Linked DNA regions of Drosophila melanogaster: region 1 is linked to region 2. The links are chromatin contacts, called in public Hi-C maps. All regions are on one chromosome and are shown on one strand. Each heading gives the region's core, a stretch centred on a gene start, on an enhancer-like site or on the middle of the called end of the contact. The rest is flanking DNA. Distances are from core to core; before and after follow the strand shown.

Region 1 (4,865 bases), core at 1,749-4,248, 580 kb after region 2:
CAAGAGCCTTAACCAAGCTCATCATCATCGTCTATTGATTCTGAAACTTTAAACGCAAACAAAGTTGCGAACTTTGTGCCAAGATTGTTAGAAAGTAGTTGATGAGCCGGAAAGAAAGATCCTTGAAAAGTAGTTCTTATCTGTGCAGTTGTCTATCGTCCATTGCCTATCGCCTATCGATTTTCTTGTCCCTCCCCTCGCGTTGCAAATTATTTTCACTTGACAAGCAAGCAGTGAGCACAAAGTAGCAACAAAGGGAATTGCAGCAACAGCGACAGCAAAACGATAATATTGCATAGGATTTGGGTCAAATAGACCAAGCAGCGCAGCGCAATGGAAACAGCAAGCGTCCCATAGTAATGCGGCTAATTCAGCTTGTTTTTTTTTTCTTTACCGACTCTGGTTACTCAAAAGGGTCGATAGACGGCCTGATTAGTGCTCCAGTTGCATCATGGAGTGCATTTTGGTGGCATATGGCGAAGGAGCCATTGATTTTCACTAGCAACTTGTTGGTTTCCCTCATATTACCTATAGTCTCAAGCTTAAGATGAACCTAATTATCACTATAACTAAATACTTTCCTATTAAGAAAAGTTAATTTCCCTGCCATTGTTGCCTTATCATTGTATATTTAAGCAGTTTTTTAAGCCGTTCCCATTTATTGAGACATTTTTGCCCAAGATTTGACAGCTTGTTTTTCTCATTTGACAGTTTTGTCTGGATTAGCTCTTAGCTACTTTTGGATTTTTGGCAGCACTGTTTGCAGTACACTTTTTTTTTTGCTCGCCCATCTTTTCTTTTTTTCAGCAACGTATCCGCCTCTCATCTCTCTCTGTCCATATGTCCATCCATTTCGAGACGGGCGGTTGGTTTGCAGTTGTCTGTTTTGTGGGTCTTGCCTGTTGTATAATTTGCAAAAGTTCTGCTCTACCGCCGTGCTCCATCTCATTCTAGTCCCCTATGGCTCTCTCCCGCTCGCTCCGCGTCTCGCTCTGTGACCCCGTCCCTTTCTATTGGACCCCTGGGTGCAAATTGTGTTGCCCGCTGTCAGTGGCAGTTGCATAATCCTTTTCGTTTCGTTTCGCTTGGGTCCTCTCCCCCTACCTCTTTCCATTCTTCCCATTGTTTTGGTTCTTCTTGTCCCTATTCCTCTTGTTCGGCGTATCCCGCTGGTGCTTCCTCTTCTCCCGTTATCGTTACAGTTTCAGTGGCTGCGCTTGGCGTGTCAGAAATGTTAAACGGCTAACAAGCACACACAAACTCAAATGCAAACAAGCCAAACACGTGACACGTTAGAAAACAGGAGCTTTTGTATGGCCAAACACAAGGGTGGACCTTAACTTAAAAACTCGCAGGGTCGCACTTCGACAGAACATGATCAGTCACGTCGCTCTGCTAGTTTAGAAGGAAAGCTAAACTAAATTGAAGAAGAGAGTTTTTAAACACGATGCCAGTACTTGATTTTTCTTATGATAGATATGGGTCACATGTATTACGATAAAAAGAGTTCACAGCCTTGAAATCAACCCACAGTTAAGGTCCACCCAAGGGAATTTGAGGTGGTGTATGCATGTGTGTGCGTGTGAAATAATTAACAAGGTATTAGCCGCATCCCAAACACCCGAAACGTATGTGTGTGTGTGTGTGTTTTGGGTATAGTATCAAACTTGAGGTTAGATTCCAGTCTCTTTCCGTCTCTTTCCCGCTTTTGTTGAACATATTTGCATTGAATCTGTTATGCTGTAATAACACTGAAAACATTTCAACTGCGTTTGAAAGCACTACTACTGTGCAACCGAATAACACTGCGTATGAGTAATATCGTTGGAAAAACTATGTTTGGGCATCAGAGTTTGATTTTTTTTTGCCATAGTTTTTGGCTTGGTTCTCAGTGTTGCACAGGCACCACAATTGACACTCAAGTTGAAGCGAAGGATAGAGATAAGGATGCGCCAGGGGTTGTGTGCGGGACGGGGGGGGGCAAAAGGTCATGAAGAGCCATGTGCGGGCGAAATCCCAATTTAATTGGCCTAGAATTGGAATCATCTGCAGCACACTTACATTTACATACATACACTAGTGTATATGTTTACGAGTGAGATACGATTGCGGTCAAGCGAATAAAACCACTATACGTGAGATAAACTGTAACAAGCATAAGATATTAATTTTTAAATCTATACGCAGCTTACTATAAGTCAATAAGTTATTTGCTACTTTAAGTTACATAAATTGTGATTGAAATCGCTGCTATTATTATCCCCTGCTATTGTAAATGATACATACATATGTATGCAAATATATTGTGGATACTTTTGAGGGGTCTTATCGATTTCCTGGAATTCCCCACAGCGAGATGAAGATAGAGAGAGATGGTGTAACCTGAAGTTTAGCATCTCTTTTTCAACGGCATTGGCATTCAGCTGAGGCCAGCTAAAAAATGTGGCCGCAATAAAAAATAAAACAAACACAAATACCGATGAAAAACATGCAGAACACAAATTGAAGGCACACAAATAATGGAGGAATGAAAAAAATAACAATGCTTAAAAGGGCATTTTCGGGAAAGCATTCTAAAGCATTCGATAACTCATTTTGAGTTCAAGTGGCCGAATCCATTGCATAACGTGGTACAGTGGTCTCTCGATAAAATACAGGCAATTCTCCATTGAAGATTTACAAATTTTAAGCAACTTCTTGTATATATGCTAAGCTGCTTGTTTAATCGTAGGGCCAACATATATTTTTTTAGGTATCTGAAGCTTGTAATAATGTTCGAAAACGTTTTCGAAAGTTTCGTCTGCTTGATTAATATTAGTAGGGTGTTTCTTTTCAGCTTTGCAAATTTGAAATATTTAGTTTCAAATTGCCTTGCACAGTTCCCCCGGGAAACCTTTAGTTTCCCAGTGAGCTGTACTTTATGTACACACATTTCAATGACTGCGCGTACTTTTCCATGCAATATATTGGTGGCCCAGCAATGCCCCATGGAATTACGTGCTCTCTCTCTCTCTCTCTCTCGTTCTATCCGACCAGCTGTCTCGCTTGCTCTTTTTGGGGCTGCCCTGTTTTGGGGCGCAGGAAATTAAATGGGCGCCATGGATTTCGTTTCAATTTTGCTTCTTTTTTTTTCTCCCTGAAAAGTCGGATTTTAGTTTCCCCCATTTGGGCCACTTGACTGCTGTTGAAGCGAAACATATTGGCAGCAGCATATGGGTATATTGTGTGTTCGTATAAGCACAGCCACACCCCCAACGCCCATTCCCTTCCGCTGTCAGTGGCGGCGTCAGTTTGCATTGAAATGTATGCATTCGAGATGCATTCTGACAGTTTCTGATTTCCGCTTCCCGAGCAAAAGCTGCTCGATGCCTCCTATGGCACTGCACTAAGCCAACAATTAAAGCCCATTTCACACCGACGGACAATGTGAATTTAAAGAAGCTGGCTGGTTTAGTGGAGGATTAAATAATGTAATATCTATGAAACAATTAAGGCGACACTTGATTTTAAAAATGTATGTAAGCATTGAAAAATTTTTGAATTCAATATTTACTGATTTGTCTTTAAAGAATGATAACATCTAAATGTTATTTAACTTATGCATCAAGTTGTTTAACTTGATTTTTCCGATCACTCGGCGGTTGGTTGTTGCATTTTTCTCAGTGTACTTTCGCACCACAAGTTAACTGCAGAATGCCAACAAAGTTTTCGATCCGTTTGTTTATTCGTTCGATTGCACTTTAGTTGCTTGTTGTCGTTATTCAATGTGTTCAACTTTATTAACCGCAGTGGCCCCTTTTTTTTTGTTATTTATTCCCTGTTTGTTTTCACAATCCAAGAATCCGTTCTGGTGTGAAGGAGTTATTTACTCAGCAGCTCTCGCTCGAATTTGAGCTTGATTTTTTCCTTTTCCGCTGAGTAGGCAATCAAAAGCAAGTTCGATTCGGAAATATCGAAAAAAATACAAACAACAGCCTTAAAAACGGTCGATAAGCTGCCCATTTGAATAGAGTTTCTTCTCGGAAGGAACAATCATGTGTGAGGTAAGCAAATTTGTATTCCGATTAAATGGCCAAATTGTCTAACTCGTTGTCTTTTCTTTCAGAATTGAAATTGAAAGAATTTGAGTATTGGAAGAAAACTTTTTATCTACACGCAAACATGGCAGAATTTGCAGAAAACGCGTCATCAATGACGAAAAATTAAATAATATTTATGAAGTAGATAGAAAGAGCAGAGCTGAAGTATTTGTATATTGCAATACAAGTCTATTGATTATATATTGATAGCATATATTAAATACATATTAAATTTAGTTTTTTTTTGCTTGTAAAAATGTATGACATTCTCGTGTCATTCTGAAACGACAGAAACCTGCTCATAAGATGTTTTTAAAACTAAAATTGAATATTATAAAAATGTAGAATAGAAACAAGAATTGAATATACTTCAAATGTAGAATGGAAAACATCTTTGTAGCGATACCTGTCTCACAGAAGTATACAATATTATATAAATATATTTATACATTTAAAAGTGGAAAGTTTTTTCTGAAAGCTGAAATAATGTTTACTGCTGAACCATGATTGCTCCTTAAACTAGAACAAAACAGCGAATAATATAAGAAAATAGTTTTAAGAATTATAATTATTATACTCTTATTAATTATGTATTTCCTTCAATTGCAGATATACAAGAATTCTATGAATTGACATTATTGGATGACTCGAAGAGCATACAACAAAAGACAGCGGAGACCTTGCAAATTGCAACCAAATGGGAAAAGGATGGCCAGGCAGTCAAAATAGCTGATGTGAGTAGGATCTGTTTGATCGAGGAACTTAAATTGTTTTATATAGTATTTA
Region 2 (4,781 bases), core at 1,180-3,679:
AAACAAATTCCATGTGAATCAATAAAAGTTCATTTCACATAATAATGGTTTTTGGCAAAATCTTGATCAAAATTTGGAATAACCATGGCCAATTTAGATGATGGAAGAAACAACTAAATATGGGAATATAGGTAGGTAGGTACATAGGTAATTAAGCCACACACAACGCATCCATCCTGCACAGATCCCAATAAATATAGCCCCCCAAATCTTCGCATCCCCGCCCAATGCAACGATATGCAACTACCTATGTATATCTAAGCCCAAAACAAGACTCCCATGGAAAACCTCATAGAAATCAATGGTTTTTCATGAGAGATCTGCAAATCCCCTTAAAAGAGATTGAATTTAGGTGAATAGTAGTAGTTTTAGATGAGTAGTTTTGAGTATATACCTTTGCGCCTGCTCAGGATTTTCGAATGTTATATGTACTGTTTGAGTATTTTGATCCTTACTAGAAATAGCCTCACACTGTTTGACGATGCCATAGGGCTTCAGTAGCGGTTCGATGTCTTCGAAACGTGTTTGCATCGGTATGCCGCTTATTAAGATTTTTGATGTCGTAACACTGTGAAGAAAATAGCGTAAAAACACACAAGAACAAGAAAAACAAACAAACACAAAAGAAACAAAAATAGTAGTAGTTGTAGTAAGTAGAAGTAAGTGGCAGTGGCAGTGGCAGTGGTAGTGATGATAGTAGAAGTCCAAAAACAAGAGAGGAGGGGGACGCAAGTGGGTGAGTTGGGCGGAAAATGGGAAAATGAATTAGATAAGAAAATATATGCGCGAATAAAGAAAAGTTGTAAGTAGTTGTGGTGGTAGTAGTAGTAGTAGTAGTAGTAGTAGCAGTAGTTAGGAGAAAGCAGTCGGTTAAAGAGAGCAATGTCGAGTAGCTAAACAAGTGGTGCCAGAATTGAAGCGAAAATAGTTCGAAAAATCTCTAATATCAGTCAAAAATCTTGCAGAACAAAACCCCGTCTAGAACTATGAAGACTGTTTGTAGCTTGAATAATATTTCGTTATAATTTTTAGATTCTTCACCCGTATTCTGGCAGCACTGAGAGAATACAGATAAAGATGAACGCAAAGACAGAGCGAGATCAAGCAGCGAACTAGCATTTAAGGAGTTTTTTTTTTAGCGAGCGAGATTACAAATGATTTGGGTTCGAATTTACATATATGTATATGAATATCATTAGGATGGCAGTGGGTATTTTTGGGATGGGAAGTTAGGCCAACAGATGCAAAACAGAAGTTAAGAATGCAAATATCTTGACGCTGTATGCGTTTTTGCAATAATGCTGTGCAATAATGAATATATTAAAATCCGAAGCAGGGCACAAGGATCATAATTGTGATGGAGTGCATAAAATTAAGAGAAATACTATTCATTTCATCTGCCAATGTGATACTCCTACCCGCAGAAAATTCAATTGCTTACTTTAAAAAAAATTTCATAGATAGGTGGTGTTTTAAGAATGTCTGATTTTTATAGATTCAATTGTAATAATAATGGGAAAGAGCAAAAGCAAATGACCAAGCAATTTGTTTACACAGAAATAAGAGGGTATGCATATTATTGGGGTTTACGATATTATTACAATTATTAATTTAAATTTACAGTCTATACTGTAATGTTATAAGTAACATAAATAAGTTGAAGATTATTGAAATTTTTCAATTCCGATTTTAGATTTTAACATTGTCTCCCGTTGTTGTTGATCTCCGAAGAGTCCAAAAAAAGAAGAGTAAAATAAAAATAAGAACGAGAGAGGAAGACGACGGTGAGGGCAAACGCCAACGACGCCTGGAATGTTGCACATTTAATATCGTGTTTATTTTTCTTGGAAGTGATTTCTCTCCCGTCGCCAACAGGATAACAAAAAAAAAACACACATAGAAACAACAACAATGGGGCAAGAAAGTGGGGGAAAAAGAGAATAAGACGGGATAGAAGAGAGAAGAGCCAACAAGACGAGACGAGAAAAAATTGAAAAAAGAAGAGAAGACGCGTGGAGCTGGCTCATTTCGTTTCTCGTTCTTCCCCCTGCGTAAAATCGTTTGCTTTAGTGAGTCTGGCACTTTTCTTAATTAACAGTTTACATTTTTTCGGTTCTCACACACTTTGCTCGTGGCTTTAACTCCGTTTTCATGAATGATCCCTAATTAGCTGTCAAGCCGAATGCAGGAATGTCCAACTATGTACAGCTGTGTTCAAAAAATTAGTGCGACAAACAAAATGAGGACGCCCAAAAATCAAGACAAATAAATGTAAGTTAACAAATGCTTGTTCGTTAGTTTGGCTGTATATAAATTAACATAGCGATCATCTGCTCTTAGTAACTGTAAATTACGACTTGAGCAGAGTGAAGAGAGAGCACGCGAGAGAGCATACATAGGTGAAAGATGCATTCGCATTCCGACATTCCAGCATTCCAATCCCGTTTGCCATTCACAAGAGTTGTTTGCTATTTTCTCCACACTCCCTGCACTCCCGCTTAGCTTTGACCGGTTTTTTCATTTTTGTTTTTATTCGTTTATGCCAGCACATTTCTCAGGCGATTTCTCGACTGGGCGCTGTTGCGCTTTTTCCAGGAAGCGCATGCGAAACGTGTACATTTTGCCACCGTTTGCTATTTCTTCTCGTCGCCTTCTTCGTCTTTTTCATGTTACTGAACTGAAAATCTTGCACTTCGATATTCCCATTCCTTCCATCCAGTGGCTGTCAAACTGTGTCGGCTAACTGTAATTGCTGAGCATGCGTCACAACATCTGCCTATGTGGTTTGTTGTTATTTTTGTTGCTCTTTTCAATGCAAATGACAAGTTGCAGTTCGTTGACGTTGCGTTATGTTGTTGTTGTTCGTTTTTCTGCGTCTAGTACACCGGCTGCATCCAATAAGAGAGGAGAGCGCATCGTTTTCTCCCGCTCCCGCTTATCACTCTTCACTACGGCGCCCTGCCTCTGTCCCACTCACACTCATTAGGCACTAGTCAGTGCAACAATTTTACATTTTTGTTTTTGTTTTATGCCGTGGTTGTTTTCATATAACCAGGTGTGCACACATGTGTATGTGTGAATGTTGTTTCTTTTACCTGACATGTGACCGATTCTAAGCAAATGACCTCTGGCGCAATCACACAAACACACGCGCACACCTGGTAAGGCTTTCTTGCCGTTTTTTTTAGTTTTGTTATCAAAGAGCGACCTTAATGCGAAACAGTTGCGTGCGGAAATATAGGTATTTTGCAATTATCGCTAGCACTTTAATGGAAAATTAATTAATACTAATAATTAATTTAATTAATAATTATCTATATATTAGAGTTCGATAAAAAAGGTCAAACAAAACAATTAAATAGAAAGTTTATTTATCCGATTTTTATCTAAAAGGGTAATATGAACCTAGTTTTAAATACAATCATACGCAACCGATAAGGCTGTAGTTGTCACTATTTTTTTTAACACGGCTGTAGCACATGCACACAAAAGATGTATACACCGCCAAATCCAATCAATATACTTTGTATGTATGGTTGTGTACGCCATGCGGCGCCCTCGCGTATTTATTTTTGGTATGTTTTCTTTTCTTCTTTTAGCTTTTATCTCTCTCATATAAAAAGGCGGTGCACTGTGCACTCCCACTAGTACACACACTCATGCAATCACCCACAGATGCTGCTTTATCAGTACACACATTGCATTGCGTGGACATGTGTGTGTGTGTGTGTGTGTGTGTGTGTGTGTGTGTGTGTGTGTGTAATGCGTTGTGTGGTTGCCTTCATCCCATGCTCTTTGTTTTTCTTTCATTCTTTTTTGTATAATTTTTATGAATGAAAAAATCGGAAATCTGCTGGCTGATTTTGTTCCGTTCTTTTTGATTGCAACTTTATTTTTGTCTCATGAATAAATGAATGCTTGGTATTTAAACTGCACTGAATGACGCATGTGCCACACACATATGTATATATGCATGGGAGTGTGATGTACGTTTTGTAGCATATGCATTTATGTGAGTAGTTGTTGTTCTATTTTCATGACACATTCCACAAGTTGCTGCTTGTCGGGAAAAACAAACACACACATTTGCGATCGCATAGACTAAGGTTAGTTTTCTTGCATTTTCTTTTGCCAAGCTTATCTATGCATTTCCCCCTCCATCATTTCTTTGAAACGACCATGGTGAAAATAGGAAAAAATAAAGTGCCAAAGGAATTTGTTTTGTCAACATATGGAAAAGAAAAACTTGTTTTCAGCTTACAGCTGCACAGAAAGAAAAACATATGGCAATATGATGAATTAGGGAATATTACACACATCGCTTTAAAACGGATATTAATCATTTCAATAGCATATAAATATATAAATAATTTATTTGATATGCTTAAAATCAGACTTTCAGCTACCATATAAACATGCTCCAGAACATAAAATATTATAAAAAATATCATATAGTTTTAGTGTAAGAGGTATTTCCGTCAAAGGAAGGAACAAATAGGAAAAGAAGTGAAAGAGGGTAGGAAAACCCAAGTGGTGCAACGAATATAGCAGCGAAAAGCACAACGATTGCATTGTTGCTGGCTGGTTTGACCTAAATTGGTGAACAGTAGTGTGGGGACCACCCCCCAACATCTACCCCTTGTCCAACGCTTTTCCACCAAGTGGCAAATGCAACACCCACAGTGAAGCCCATCACTTGACAAACAAAACGCCTCCCGATGCAAACATCGCGAATCTGTCACCATCAGTTTGGCATGGCGATTTTACACAATGCAACACAT

What was found. Hi-C and Micro-C count contacts between places; a contact is called where the count stands out from the background.
Region 1: a Hi-C map of the OSC cell line shows a contact between it and region 2, with 3 times the contacts expected there. The contact joins two enhancer-like sites.

Annotation. Positions count from the first base shown.
Region 1 is chrX:11,377,168-11,382,032 of dm6, forward strand. It overlaps dlg1 (discs large 1), which reads left to right. Exons shown (of 18, transcript NM_001103486.3): 4 at 4,689-4,813. Among named protein-coding and RNA genes, the nearest start is that of dlg1, 9.9 kb to the left of the region's middle. Within about 2 kb of position 2,999, at least 11 of the 39 cell types and tissues checked have an H3K27ac peak or open chromatin away from gene starts, as enhancers often do. A contact at or near this core is called in the OSC cell line, where this site is marked.
Region 2 is chrX:10,799,357-10,804,137 of dm6, forward strand. The region is part of intron 3 of Imp (IGF-II mRNA-binding protein); the gene reads right to left. Among named protein-coding and RNA genes, the nearest start is that of lncRNA:CR45204, 5.5 kb to the left of the region's middle. Within about 2 kb of position 2,430, at least 39 of the 39 cell types and tissues checked have an H3K27ac peak or open chromatin away from gene starts, as enhancers often do. A contact at or near this core is called in the OSC cell line, where this site is marked.